Regions from separate parts of the Zea mays genome. Here region 1 is linked to region 2. The links are chromatin contacts, called in public Hi-C maps. All regions are on one chromosome and are shown on one strand. Each heading gives the region's core, a stretch centred on a gene start, on an enhancer-like site or on the middle of the called end of the contact. The rest is flanking DNA. Distances are from core to core; before and after follow the strand shown. Region 1 has its middle 7.7 kb from the start of LOC111590344. Region 2 holds the start of LOC103640946 (F-box/LRR-repeat protein 3).

Evidence for each region. A called contact is a pair of places that touch in the nucleus more often than the background predicts.
Region 1: a Hi-C map of leaf shows a contact between it and region 2, with 2.2 times the contacts expected there. The contact joins the enhancer-like site here to the promoter of LOC103640946 in region 2. A contact is called at or near these places in 6 of 25 Hi-C or Micro-C datasets (bundle sheath, ear, endosperm and 2 more).

The regions. Positions count from the first base shown.
Region 1 is chr10:23,440,009-23,444,043 of Zm-B73-REFERENCE-NAM-5.0, forward strand. No RefSeq gene overlaps it. Among protein-coding and RNA genes, the nearest start is that of LOC111590344, 7.7 kb to the right of the region's middle. Within about 2 kb of position 1,438, at least 16 of the 20 cell types and tissues checked have an H3K27ac peak or open chromatin away from gene starts, as enhancers often do. A contact at or near this core is called in bundle sheath, ear and leaf, where this site is marked.
Region 2 is chr10:23,348,725-23,352,771 of Zm-B73-REFERENCE-NAM-5.0, forward strand. It overlaps LOC103640946 (F-box/LRR-repeat protein 3), which reads right to left and starts at 1,475. Exons shown (of 7, transcript XM_008664387.3): 1 at 311-1,475. The coding sequence starts at 967.

The sequences.
Region 1 (4,035 bases), core at 188-2,687, 91 kb after region 2:
CGACCCCAGGGCTCGGACTCGGGCTAAGACCCGGAAGACGGCGAACTCCGCTCCGCCCGACCCCAGGGCTCGGACTCGGGCTAAGACCCGGAAGACGACGAAACTCCGCCTCGCCCGACCCCAGGGCTCGGACTCCGCCCTGGCCTCGGCCGAACGACTTCCGCCTCGCCCGACCCCATGGCTCGGGCTCGGCCACGGCAACGGAAGGCAGACTCAACCTCGGCTTCGGAGGAACCCCCACGTCGCCCTGCCTAGAGCACAGACCGCCACGTCAACAGGAAGCGCCATCATCATCCTACCCCGAATCGACTCGGGTCACGGAGAACAAGACCGGCGTCCCATCCGGCCAGCTCCACCGGAGGGGCAATGATGGCGCTCCACAAGCTCTATGACGACGGCGGCCCCCAGCTCTCTTACGGAAGCAGGACGACGTCAGCAGGGACTCGACCGCTCCAACAGCTGTCCCTCCGCCAGGCTCCGCCGCACCTCCGACAGCCACGACATCACGCCAGCAGGGTGCCCAGATCTCTCCGGCTGCCACATTGGTATGTACCTAGGGCGCTAGCTCTCCCTCCGCTAGACACGTAGCACTCTGCTACACCCCCCATTGTACACCTGGATCCTCTCCTTACGACTATAAAAGGGAGGACCAGGGCCTTCTTAGAGAAGGTTGGCCGCGCGGGACCGAGGACGGGACAGGCGCTCTCTTGGGGCCGCTCGCTTCCCTCACCCGCGTGGACGCTTGTAACCCCCCTACTGCAAGCGCACCTGACCTGGGCGCGGGACGAACACGAAGGCCGCGGGACTTCCACCTCTCTCACGCTCGACTCCGGCCACCTCGCCTCTCCCCCCTTCGCGCTCGCCCACGCGCTCGACCCATCTGGGCTGGGGCACGTAGCACACTCACTCGTCGGCTTAGGGACCCCCTGTCTCGAAACGCCGACATATCTTTTGTCTCCATTTTGTCCTCTAATTATGTTGTGAAATGCAACAGTTGCAGGTGTGATCTTAATTTGGTTCTCTATGGGATGAAATGTGACTACCATTAGAATTAGTATAGACATAATTAAATACATTTCTTGGTTTTTAAACTATATGTGGTTACGCCTTATATACTAGGACTGAGGGAGTACTACCTGTACTTATACACAACAATTCATTGCTATTAGGTAAAGCAGGAAGAATCTCCACGCACGCAACCATTCATTGCTATTAGGTAAAGTAGGACACTAATTCCTAGAGATGGTTCTAGATTCCAATAATTAAAGAATAGAAACCTACTAACGTCAAGTCAGAAAACTCTCTTCATGAGAGACAGAGACAAGTTCCCATCGCCATGCGAATATGGGATACCACCCCTAGCATAGTATCGCCTAGCACATGAGCCATTCGAAGTGTGATATGAGAAGCGGCGGCTCACATCCATCCATTGAACTGCTGCAGTAAGCACGAGTGATGTCAGCAGCCACGTACAGGCCGACCGAATAATTGAGCTTTCGGGAACGGAAAAGGCGTTGTGCCAAAGCAAATTTCCCCCTGATGATTCGGACACGTGAGGCGGCTATGGAATTTTCTTGGAAGGTTCGGTGACAGAGGAGAGAGAAGACGAATACGACCGTGATTTATCTATGACTTAGGATAAAAAAAACGGACTGTGATTGGATCAGATGTTTGATTGATATAAATTTAATAAATTATTGCCCGTACACGGAAAGAAGACGTTATTAATAGATGTGTTTGTCCGACTCTTGCTTTTGTCTAATTTAAATTCAGAGCTACAAAACCGTCTGATTTTGACACCTTATTAGCTGTTAAAGCCGTTTAATTTTGAGCGCTGCAACCGTCCGAAAATAACCAAAATCCACCTCGTCGAGGGATCAAAATTAAATCGTTTTAATAGTTCAAATACCAGAGTTAGATAAGTTAAAGATACTTTAGGGGAAAAAGGCGGACTCTATCAAGTACTTTATAGGGTGTTTGGTTTGAGGAATGAGCTAGTCCATCATCTTCTCATTCCTCACTATTTTTGTTTGGTTTGTGGAATGGAATGAGTTGATCCATCATCATCTTATTCCTCATAGTTATTTAGTTAGTACTAATATGAGTAATGGGGTCATCCCACCAAATTTGCGAAATGAACCCATGATGCACCACCTTAATTTGGATGTAGTGATTCCTTAAACCAAACACCTCCTTAGTTTTCTTATATATTTAGGTTTACTCTGCTGCAACCACGAGGAAGCATAACGGGGCAACACAGTTAAAACGATAATGCTTTCTCCCCTTGGCAATGAATACAAGAAATCAAAGGATGAAGGATAGAGAAAATAAGTCAAAACGAATAACACCATAGTCAATCCATTTGTTTCCATTATTATACTAGTTCAGTTGACAAGTTACCATTCGTTGCTCATGTGGGTGCCATGTTCGATGCATATAGAAGGGGATCTGTTTGAGGCTACCATGGAACATGCTTTTGTATAACTCAAGCAAAAAAAAAGAGAGTTTGTACAAGGCAAGTGTCCTTTGACCACGTTCTTTATCTATGCAACTTCAATTCACTTTACTTTTTATGCATGTGTCTTAATGTTATGAACTTTAAGGATTACCTTGTGTGTTAATCATTCCTTATATCTTGGGTTTACGCATTGGTGCTAAACACTCCCACCCGAATGACACATGATTTGTAATCCTAACTAATGGCTTACTAGTGGTTGGCGTGCGCCCTTGGGCGCGCTTGCAAATTACATAAATATTGTAGAGAAATGTTTTTTTATAATAGATCATTATAGGAGGTAGCTATATTAGGTCATGTTTGGTTTGAGGGACTATTTTAGTCCCTAAATTACCAAACGGTGGGACTACAATATGTATTAAACTGTTTGTCTCTAGTCCCTCAAGGGGTGACTAAAAGGGACTAAACCATATTAATTCTACCTTTTGTCTCTCCTTTATTTCAGATGCACTAATGGCGAGAGAATATTAAAGAGTATTTTGACCTCTTATGATTCAGTTAATGTTTTTTGAATACTTTTAGTCTATAGAACCAAACAGAGTAGGATTAAACTTTAGTCTCTAAACTAAATTTTAGTCCCTGGACTAAAGGAACCAAACGAATCCTTACTCGTTAGTATCTAAATGTTGAAAATGAGACGAAGATATGTATATAGAGTTGATACTTAAGTTACTTAGTTACTTTGTATACAGGGGAATGTGTAGAAAAAAGTTGTTCAGTTCAACAGTACCACCACTAATTAATTAAGAGAATCCAAGGAAACAGGAGAGCAAGCACGTACCAATAGTGGAGTCAAGTCAATCCATAATAGAAGCATGGCACCATAGGCCACCGTCATTGTGCGACAGGATGTTATAAGTTCTAACAACGTTGGATGGCAATTTACTGATAAAAAGTAGCAGACAGACTCGTTTCGGTATTCCATCAAGCAGCTTATTGAGGACATAGAACGTACAAGGGCATAAAACGTACTCTCTCCGTTTCGTTTTAGTTGTCGCTGGATAGTGCAAAATTGATCTATCCAGCGATAACTAAAAAGAAACGGAGGGAGTAGAAGTTTGTCGCACTTTAAAGACAAAGCAGCCACCGACGCGGTTCTTGTCGCGCTAGCTCGCGCCGGTGAGGAGGTGCATCATGTGCTGGCGTGTGGTAGGGCCATGGAACCACCACTCGAGGTCTGGTGCCAGCAGTTCCTGTGCCCGACGCGCGTCGCACAGCGTTGATCGCCTCGTACACTCGCAGCACTAGGAAACAGTTCCCTTCTTCAGCGAGCAGCACCTCCATGTCCACCGCTGTATCGTGCGAACGCGGCGATACCACTCTCGGACCAGAGGTGTAAATAGCTCTTGTCGCGAGTGCCGCTTAGACTCAACAGTCCTCTCCATGCTTGAGCTACTGGGCAGCTTAAACCAGCAGTGGAGCCAAGCCCAGGCACCGGCTCTGCTGGTGTATATGTATACCGACTCCCTTTTTCCTGAGAACTAATTTCCGCCAAGAGTGAGTGGACAGCCTGAGAGTAG
Region 2 (4,047 bases), core at 225-2,724:
TGATAATTTGCAGGTTAAAGTTGAGATTTAACATATCATGCTACCAATTCTGTACCACCACCATGTATCTGAAATTTGGTTTGTGCAGCTCTTGTTGGGTACTTGGGTATCATAATAACTAAACTGCCCAAAAATTCTTTGGACAATGGTGCTTACTTTAGGTGTGTTGCTGCATATGACATTTTCGTCATTTCTATAAACATTGTATCAATTGCTAGTCCAAACATCTACCCACAAATTACCATCTTTCATCAATCCACTACTCAAGCAATGAACGGTTCAATAACTCATACAATATAGTAATAGTAACCTTGAGGTAGGATATGTTGAGGCTGCGGAGCTCAGGGCACTTCTTGGCCAGCAGATCAATTCCAATGTCAGAGATCTCACGGCACCACTTGAGGCTGAGCTTCTCCAGCTTGGGGCACCCAACAGCCACCTTGGCGAGCCCCATGTCGGTGACGGCAAGGCATTTGTCCAGCCTCAGGTCCCTGAGCTCGGACGCCGCCGCCAACGCGGCGGCCTCGCGGTCCCCGGCGGTGACGCAGTGCGACAGGTCGACGGCCGCGAGCTTGGGGCAGGCCGCGACGAGCGCCTCGAGGCCGCGCCAGCCGACACCATTGGCCCGCGCGAGGCACACGCTGCGGAGGCCGGCGAGCCCTCCGCCGGCGTCGGCGACGGCCGCGGCGAGGGAGGCGTCGTCGAGCGAGGCGCAGGCGGAGAGGTCGAGCCGCTCGAGCGCCGGGAACGCGCGGAGCAGGCGCGGGAGCGGCTCGCGTCGGAGCACCCGAAGCGCGCGGCGGTGCGCGGCCTCGGCGCGCTCGAAGGCGCGGCTGACGAGGCGGCACGTCTTGCGGTCCCGGGGCTCCCGCAGGTGTTCCAGCACCTGGCCCAGTAGGTCCAGCGACAGGACCCCGATCCCCCCGGCGCCGGCGGCGCAGTCGAGTTTCTGCGCCTCCCGGCTCATCCCGCCGGCCGAGGAAGCGGCGATCCGTCCGCTCCCGGCGGGAAGGGAAGATGAAGAAATTGTAGCAGAATTTCGCGGCGAGGAGGTTGATTTAGGTGGGGATGAAGAGGAAGGAGAAGACGGCGACGAGGGAGTGATCGTCGGGGAGCGGAACGCGCGGTTCGGCGGGCCGGCGCGGTCGGGCAAGGGCGCAGCGCTGCTGCATGGTAGGAACAGGATCCCGCGAGTGCCGAGGGCAGCGGCGGCGGCGCGATACCGGTCCCGATCGATCCAGCCCAGCGGCGGACGTGGTGGATAAGCCGCGGGTCGGGCAGGCGGGGCGGCGGGGACTGGGACTGGGGGCAGGTACGTACGGGCTGTGGGCAGCTCGACAGGTGAGGAGAGAGAGCGAGAGGCGTGCAGGTGTGGAGGTGGAGGCGTGGCGTAGAGAGGGAGAGAGGAGGGACGGAAGAGGAGAGAGAGAGAGAGGGAGAAAGATGTGGATAGGTGATGCCGGTCGGAATACCGCCTGCCTCGGGTGAGGGTCGAAGGTGACACCTGATCAATCGCTGGTAATGCGGTGGAGAAGATGACTAAAACGCCCGGCCCTACTCTCGGACCCGCAGCAAATTTTCTTTTCTTTTTATTTGAAATGGATTAATATATACATAGCTAATTGAACTAATTATTTACTCTTACGTTACAACGGTTGGTTTCATGATTATTGTTTATGTTTAAATTATTAGTATAGGTATAATTTTTCAATATTTTAACAAATAGACATGAGTTAGAGTAATAGAAGCAAATCACTTAACATCAAACTAGCAGGGTACAGGGTTCGAATTTTCTACCTGACGTACGAAGAAACCTAAGTAAGATGCGACGAGATGGGTACCGCTAACAGTGTGTAAAATTGAATGAGACGAAAAGATACTAGATCGTGATTTAATATGGAGTAGAAAGTGTATACTGGTTTCTACTATTTTTATATTGTTTTTGTCTCTATAGTTTATAGCTATAACAGTTTAAACAATCAAATTTAATCATAAGCGAACAGAAGCGAACAGGCCCAAACGACGGTGCCACTTGCATTTCACAAATTGAAAAACTTGCATTTCACAAATTGAAAAACTGTGCAATGGGTAGGGCCAGGGGTAGCTTTTGACAGTTTGCTAGTGTAGCTGACCGGCAATGTTTCTTCTCTTTTTATTTATTTTTTTAAAAGAAGGAGAAGAAAGAACATTATCAAAAATGATAAATACTGGGAGTCATACTCTTGGTTATCGTCGCAGGAATCACATTCTGAACTAACCGATGTCATTGTATTCCTTTCATCATTTATGTCATCACGTACATGTGTCATTCTAGTACTACTATAGCTTTCACTTTTTATTTTCCATACGATCATGCTTTATTGCTTTTATAAATGTAATAAGAGCTAGTTTGGAAACTTAATCTCAGAATTAGTTTATGAGCCACACAACTAGAGGAGGTTGGAGACTTGGAGGGGCTAAAATCCTCACTCCAATTTTCTTTGAGGCCTAGTTTGGGTACTCTAGTGTTGACCCTAATCCACTTGTATTGAGGTGGATTGGGATGTAACTTAAACTAATTTACACTACAATCCACCTCAACACATGTGGATTTAACTTAAAAAGGACTTAGATAACAAGGGTAGTCTAAGTTGTGGATTTAACTTAAAAAGGACTTCCTTCTGAAGTTGCAAAGAGAATGACATTCGAAGAGCAGTTAACTAGAGAAACTTGAACAAAAGAAGGAACATCACACCAACGTACCTTCGTAGCACCCCTCTAGAGGACACTGCCTAAAATCTCGGGACGAGATTCCTTTAAGGGGGGAGGGCTGTAACACCTCAGGTGTTACCATGGCTAGAGCACACCTTGGTACTAAGGACTGTGATCACCTGTGGTAAAAACTTAAGGAGAACATAAGAACCTTGGAGACCATGTGTTAATCAAGATTGTTAATGACCTAAGAAGCATCACTCAAGCTTTTGTGCACTTACTACCTTGGGCAAGAGGGGGGAAAACCCAAGACCTCTCTTGAACCCTATCTTCCAAAACCATGGTTGAGAGGGGGAGAGAATAAGCAAGTGTGCAAACCATGAATTAATCTTTAACCAAACTTTAAGTAACTTTATAACCAGCAATTGTGGGAAGGAAATGTTGCAAAAAGACCCCTGGAGAAACCCCAAATCCATTCCTTAAGTGAAGAGAGAGCTAGAGCTCTCTAATTCTCTCTAAGTCAAAAACTACACCTACACTAAAGATCAACCGTGTTCACCTTGAAGATGGCACCAAAACCACCTATGTTCTATACCAAAAATGTGGCATACCACCTAGGGCACCCACTGAAAAAAGTTGAGCCCGAGACCTTAACGTTTGACATGCCTTGACATGGTTTTTGTCGCGAGGTGGGCAGAGTGACATACCTGATTTGGCGACCAAAGATCTCCCTACCTAGGCCATATCTGCCATGGCGACTCACGGATGAGAGACAACCCTAGGTGCGAGGAAAAGACTCGTGCCGGATTTTTGCCAAGATTCGCACGTTTGCGACTTGGGCGAGCTGTGGAACACGGGCAGAAGAAAAGCTCCACGTGTTCGACGCGCTCTGTGCACGCCAGAGCACGCTCGCGCGCGCCCCGCGTCGCGCCAAAGGCCAGCCGACGCCATGGCCCGCGCCCGCGCCTATAAAGCCCACTCAGGCGTCGACCACGCTCTTCCGCGCACGCTGAAACCTCACCGGAGCTCAACTCACCGTCGTTTGCCCGTGCACGGCGTGTCCGCGGCCACCCGAGCCCCTGCCGCCGTAGACCGGCCAACCCAGCCTTTCCCAACCCCGTCCAGCCCTCGGAGAAGACTGAGCACACCTCGGTGAAGCTCCCCGAGCGAGGAATCGAAGTCTACTTCGCCGGAGAGGCCAGTCCACGGTCGCCGGAGTTCACAACCCCACCGGAGTGCGTGGACAGGGTAATCCACTGAACCATTTTCCGATTCCTTGTACACACAGTTTCTACGTGACCCCGTGGAGCTCACCGTGCCATCGGATTGAACTAGGTCGCCGTGAATTGGCCGGCA